Regions from separate parts of the Mus musculus genome. Here region 2 is linked to region 1. A link is a contact called in public HiChIP or PLAC-seq data. All regions are on one chromosome and are shown on one strand. Each heading gives the region's core, a stretch centred on a gene start, on an enhancer-like site or on the middle of the called end of the contact. The rest is flanking DNA. Distances are from core to core; before and after follow the strand shown.

Region 1 (3,135 bases), core at 302-2,801:
CTCAAACACACACCACCGCTCACCCATACACACATAAACATACTCATGAACAGACAAGCACACGACATATTGTATAATTATGCTGATGTGTACAGAGTCCCACACTTGGGCACAAATGTGCTCACTTACACATAGTGCCACACTCATGCACACAGAGAGAGACACTTTCTTTCCCACAGCTTTCCAAACAAAGGCTCTACCATCAGACTCTCCTACCCAGGCTTCTTGGTTTTATGAACAAACAATTACTTTTTTTTTCCCTTTTTTTTTTCAGAGCAGAATCACACCCATTGTGAACTCCCACCATTCAAGTCTATAATTGGGGCAGCGATGGAGCTGAGGTCCGTAGGCTTTTTAAAATGCACCAACTCTGGCCAAACCATCCCCAAGATGTATAATCATGGGTAAGCCTTCACCTTCATCAGCTGGTGGGTTTAATTGCTGCACTTGATGTCAATCAGGGCCAGCCTTAGATGTGCATGTCAGGGGGCCATTTTGGAAAAATCTCCTGGTCTTCAGTTTTCCGCTGCCTCCTGTCAGCCAGGCTGGAAAGGGGAGAAGAGGCAGGAATGAGAGCAAGAAAAGACCGGCTCCCTGGCAGACAGGGCTGGGGGGCTCCTGACACCCTCAAATGAGTCTGTCCGAGGTGAGCTGGGGATGGGATGTCTGGGTGGAAATGGGATAGTTCACAGATGTGGACCCTGCCATGAGTCAGCCCTTTGTCTCCTGAACTTTTCACACTGGTAAAAGGGAGCTGGAGGTGAAGAGGGGGTTTGTGTGTATCTGCTTAAGAAGGGGTGGAGGTGGGGGGCTCTCTCTGCCATGAAAGGTGGGTTTGGGTAGGGGTCAGGCGAGGCAGAGGAAGAAAGAGCAGGCCGAGATGCGGAGGGCGAAAAGGAAAAAGGCATCAACACATACTGCTTTCCTTCTCGGCTACAGTGGGTTCTACCCCAAGGAAACAGTGAACTTCACAGTGTAAGAGGCAGCTGAAATTTAGAATTATTGTTTCCTTCTAACAGAAGACTCATTTTCCACGGCCACATTTGCAGCATAATAAGCTTTTTGTTATTTTTTCAATTAGAGTCAATTGACCTAACAAAATGCTCGGCAATTAAGTGATTTTTGTAATGGTCCGGGGGTAATTTAGCCGAGCTTGTCAGCTGTGTTTCATGAAGCCGAGCTGTCTCTTTTTTTCCCCCTTCCACTGCCTCTCTCTCCTCTCTCTCTCTCTCTCTCCCTCTCCTCTCTCTCCCTCTCTCTCTTTCTCTCTTGAGCATAATGGCTCATAATTTCGAAAGCTCTCCCTTCTGTTTCCCTCACAATAATTCGCAATTACAGGAAGTTGTTGGAGGTGATTTTTTTTTCTACCTTGCCTTTTGAGTCAGTAATTTTAAATAAAATGTACATACTTATAAAAAGCCAGCTATTACTGAAATCACTTTTTGTGTAAACTCAATTATTTTATGAATAGTGACACCGGCTTACACTGGGTCCCACTCTGAAGCCCGAGGCTTTATTATCTTCTGAGGAAAAGGGGGTGGAGAGACTCACAGCACTCTCTCTAAATCAAACCAGCTCCCAAGGGGGTAAACATAACTTCAGAAGAGCAGAGGGGATCCGGGTCACCTGGCTGTGGAGAACGGCTGGAGTGTCCACTCCCTGGGCCCTGGCCAAGTCTAGTATCCCATCCCCCGGACCAGGGCCATGGCTGGACCCAAGCCTCTCACCCACTGATTTATGGGGGAAGTCTTCATTTGCCTAATTGATTCATTTCCCTAAGCCGACATCTGGAGTTAGAATTTCTTTTAAAGGCTGTAGTGGGATGCGATGACAGGCTCCGATGCTCTTCCACCGAGGGACTTCCTGTCTACACCTATCTTAAACGGGTCCTATCCGCACCCATGCAAGCAGAGGGGCAACGGTGGGGACACCATGCGGCTGGGGTTCTCTCATATAGATTCACCCAGGACGCCTCTCAAGTCATTACCAAGATGCATCTTTAGCCTTCCCAATGCTCACATCTGCCCGGCTGTCTTTGTTTTGAAAGGGTTTCGGCTTCCCACCCCTTAGCTGACACCCTTTTGACAAGCAAGCCAGAAGCAGCCCACTTCATGCCTTGGCAGGGAACTCTGCCAGGAGGGGGCAGTAGAAGAGCAAGACAGCCAAACCCCATTGTGGACAGCCCACCAGCTCAGGGAGGCCTGGCCTCTCCCTATGCACCTGCAACCCAGTGCTAAACATCCCTTAGTATGTATCACCATACCGCCCTGGGACCCATCCCCCATACCTGTTTGGATACTATCTCGTCAAATGCCCCTCAATTTTTCTAGGGTTAGACATCCCTAATAACACCTTGAAGGCTATGGCCACTGCCAGCCGGATGCTCGGAGCCCTGGGCATGTTTCCTTCTGACTTGGAGTCGGGGGATGGAAGACTCCTTGGAAGAATCTGGAACAACTGCACTAGACCTTAAAAGACAGGTACACAGCATTAAATAAATCGTAATTTCCCTAACCATAACATAGGAAGTTTAGATAGATGTCTTCTATGAGGACTTCCAATCGGAAGTTGCCTACCAAGACGCAGTGTATATAACATCACATTTCTGTTCTTTTTGTAAAGTTAGGAGGGATCTCTGTTCAACTCCAAATGCCCCTCTCCCTTCTCCTTCTCCTCCTCCTCCTCCTCCTCCTCCTCCTCCTCCTCCCTCTCTCTCTACTTCCATCCTTCCTTCTCTCTCTCTCTGTCCCTCTCCCTCCAATGAATAATTTGCCCTAAGCTAAGGCATAAAGATATTCTGGAGACAGTTATTTCATAGCTCTTAACAAGGGGGTGTGCTTTCCAGGGGGGGGGGTGATTCAGACCTGTAACTTTGAGCTAATGGAGATACTTGAATCATTTCTCCATAGTCATGGGCAGCCTTAGGCTTGGCTTTAGTTCAGCTTCTAAGCCACTGTGTTTTGGCCTGGCTGGGGCTTGGCCCAGCCTCTCAAGGCTTTGTTTAATCCACTGAACCTCTCATCTCTCTGACTATAAAAGCCTCAGCTACAGTCCTGAATAGCATCTTGCAGAAGAAAGAACCCAAAGCAGAAAGTATTAGACTTTCATCCAGCACCATAGGAGGGATGTAGTTAT
Region 2 (3,135 bases), core at 230-2,729, 770 kb after region 1:
ATACATACATGTGTGTGTGTGTGTATATATATATATACATATATGTGTGTGTGACATATGTATATACATATATTGTGTGTGACATGTATATCTATATACATATGTGCATATGCATGCACATGCATATATATACTTACCTACTTATTTATACATATCTATGTATATGTCATACATGTATATATATATGCATATGAACATATGTGTATACATGTATGTGAATATATATGTATATGTTAGTTCTGAGGACCCAGTGTGAGTAAATTTTGGACACTTGTAAATCTCTGCCTCACATGGACTTGTCACCTTCTACTACACAAATGCCATGAGCTACAGTAACTCTGTATTGCCATCTGCTTATCCTAAGCCAGAGCCACCAGGAAGTTCTGCTGGAAGTAGACCTCAGAAATCCTCCTGGTTAGGTTCAGCCTGTCTGAAGCCATTCAGAGCATGGTCACTCTCAGGAAGGATAGGAGTCCCCAGAACAGAGTGGCCACGGTGAGTATATTCACAACTTTAAAAAAATAAAATAAAATAAAATTATTAAGGGGTTAGGCAGATAGATCAGTAAGTTCTGTCCTTGCTCTGCCGCACAGGGCCTGAGTTCAATATCTAAGATCCATTTTTAAAGATCCAGATGTGGTGGCGTGCAATTGTAATGCCAGTGCTTCCGGAGAGACTGGGACAGCATATCCCTGAGGCTTGCCAGCCTAGCCTATTTGGAAAGTTCAGGCCAGCGAGAAGCCCTGTCTTAAAGAAACATGGTAGACAGTACCTAAAGAACAACAGCCAAGATTGTGTCTACACACACAAGCACACGTGTGAATGTGTGACCCCAGGCACGGATGCATCAGTGTGTGTACACACATAAACAGACTGGCACATGTATGTTCACTTGCGCACACAGGCACACACAGGCACACAGACATACACACTCAGGCACACACAAATACATATACAAGCACACGTATGCATATATACACACAAGAACACACACACAAGCACACACACATATATGTACAGGCACACACACGGAGGCATATTAAAAGTCAAAGTCTATCTGTAGCACCTTCACTGTTGGATCTGAGCCAGCAGGCCCACCATGGAAGTCAGAGGCACTTACACACAGGACCCACAACCCCTCAGCACTCATCTGCCACATGCAGGCAGCTGCTGTGGAGTCCAGAGGTTAACCCAGCCCAACCCACCACTCCATCTCCTGCGATCCGTATAAACACGCCCTGCATGCATGCACCCAGAGGCCTGGGTCCTGTCTGAGCAATTCAAAATTCAGATCTACTCTCCCGGGTGCCCTGGGGTCCCACTGATGTCCACAGCCCCTCCCTGCCACTGTCTCCTTTAGGCAGACCAGGTGTGCTACTGATGGATGGCCCACCTGGCCTCCTCCATCCTGGGGTGGCTGAGTCTTAGTGGCGGGAAGCATTCTTGTGGCCTTTGACAGGCAGCAGGCAGGTCAAAACTGGAATCAGGCAGCCTGCCTCCAGAGGACACACATTTGTTTTTCTTTGAGTTACAGGGGATCCCTCCTGACTTCTTTACTTCTTTCTTTCTTAGGACGAGGCTGATCTGGTCACGCCCACTGGTGCTTCTGAGAGTCCTTCAAGTATCTAGTGCCCTGTGAGGGCTGGGACTGAATCAGTGAGGCACAGACAGCAGCCAAGTGTGCTCTCACTCAGAAAGCCTTTCTTGATGGTCTTAAGACGACACCCCGAGGGTGCCCCATCACCCAGGCGCCCCTTATAAACCTGAACGACGGCCGTCAGCCATTTAAAGGGAAGCACAGTTCTTTATTAAAGTTAAGCCACATCGGATTCTTCTCCCTCCCCACTCCTTCCCTCCCCACCCCTTCCCTCCCCACCTCCGTTTTTTTCCATCTTGTGAACCTGGTATATTACAATAACTGTTGCGTCTGATTTTTTTTTAAAAAAAGTAAGATTTGATAAAGGTCAGCATATCTCCCAGACACATATGCAGAAGCATTTTTTTCCTGGTCCAGAAATAAAGAGATTCTATCATTAAAACTGAAAAGCGTTAAGGACACCCCTGGAGCCCGTGGGGAGCTGGGGAAAGAGGAGACATTTGTTATCAACGTGCAATCACATGATTTTTTAAGCAGTATCTCTAATCTGCTCCCCCCCCCGCCCCCTGCCACCCATCCAGCCCCCACTGCTCGCATCCCCCCTCCCCTCCCATTCACATCAAGGTCTTTTATCTTCCAATTTTGCATCTAAAGATGAGGTGAATACCATTAGCTCAATTCAAACTCAAGTGCAGTCAGATGGGCCTCTGATTTCTGAAAAGCGCCGTCTAAGGTCACATTAAAATGTATAAGAGCAGTTTGATGCCTGAGAAGGGGGCTTATTATCCACCCGCGGTGTGAAAGAGGAGTGTCAGTGGCCACAGACTTGGGTGAAAACAGAAGAAATGCCGGGATTCCAGGCGTCTGTAGGCAAGCTTCTCTGATTTCCTTTTAGGGCTCTCCCATCAGCCTTGGAGGTGGCGCTGCAGATGGCAAAGCTGAGTGGGGGTGAAAAAGGGGGGCGGAGAGGAGGAGGGAGGGGAGGAGGAGAGAAGGAGGAGAGGAGGAGGAGGAGGAGAGGAGGAGGGGAGGATGAAGAGGAGGGGGAGGAGGAACAGGAGGAGAAAAAGGAAGAGGATGAAGAGGAGGAGGAGGAGATGAAAAGAAAGAGGAAGAGGAGGGAGAGGAGAAAGGAGGAAGAGGGGAGAAAGAGAAGGAGGGGAGGGGAGGAGGAGGAGGGCAGCAGCAGTTGCGTGTGGGGCCCTGTTTTTTACGTTTTTGCTAACTCCCCGATGTTCTTAACCTTCTTTATTCTTATTTATTCTCTGCTTTAACCCACTCCTCTGCAGTCATCCATATGTTACTCGCCTTCATGTCATAAATGGTAATCGCCTGAACTGACAGAAATTATACTCTGTGTGTGTCTGTCCTTTCAGTAGTCAGGACTGTGTACACGTCTGTGGACTTCAGGCAGAGGCCAGTTATGAAGGAAGCCAGCCTAGTTTTGCCACTTCATTGAGATGTGACCATGGGCACACACTTGTTCACCGGGTCCACTGATGTTAATAGTCTACATACGAGATGCTATCCAGGTCTCA

What was found. HiChIP or PLAC-seq counts read pairs in DNA pulled down with a chosen protein or histone mark.
Region 2: an H3K4me3 HiChIP or PLAC-seq map of embryonic basal ganglia shows a contact between it and region 1, with 4 times the contacts expected there. The contact joins two enhancer-like sites. A contact is called at or near these places in 1 of 484 Hi-C or Micro-C datasets (CD8 T cells) and 1 of 115 datasets of contacts at active chromatin or transcription factors (embryonic basal ganglia).

What each region holds. Positions count from the first base shown.
Region 1 is chr12:107,084,295-107,087,429 of GRCm38.p6, forward strand. It overlaps Gm16086 (a long non-coding RNA gene), which reads right to left. Exons shown (of 5, transcript XR_381903.3): 2 at 417-545. Among named protein-coding and RNA genes, the nearest start is that of Gm16086, 14 kb to the right of the region's middle. Within about 2 kb of position 1,552, at least 42 of the 459 cell types and tissues checked have an H3K27ac peak or open chromatin away from gene starts, as enhancers often do. A contact at or near this core is called in embryonic basal ganglia, where this site is marked.
Region 2 is chr12:107,857,547-107,860,681 of GRCm38.p6, forward strand. No RefSeq gene overlaps it. Among named protein-coding and RNA genes, the nearest start is that of Gm33341, 35 kb to the left of the region's middle. Within about 2 kb of position 1,480, at least 12 of the 459 cell types and tissues checked have an H3K27ac peak or open chromatin away from gene starts, as enhancers often do. A contact at or near this core is called in embryonic basal ganglia, where this site is marked.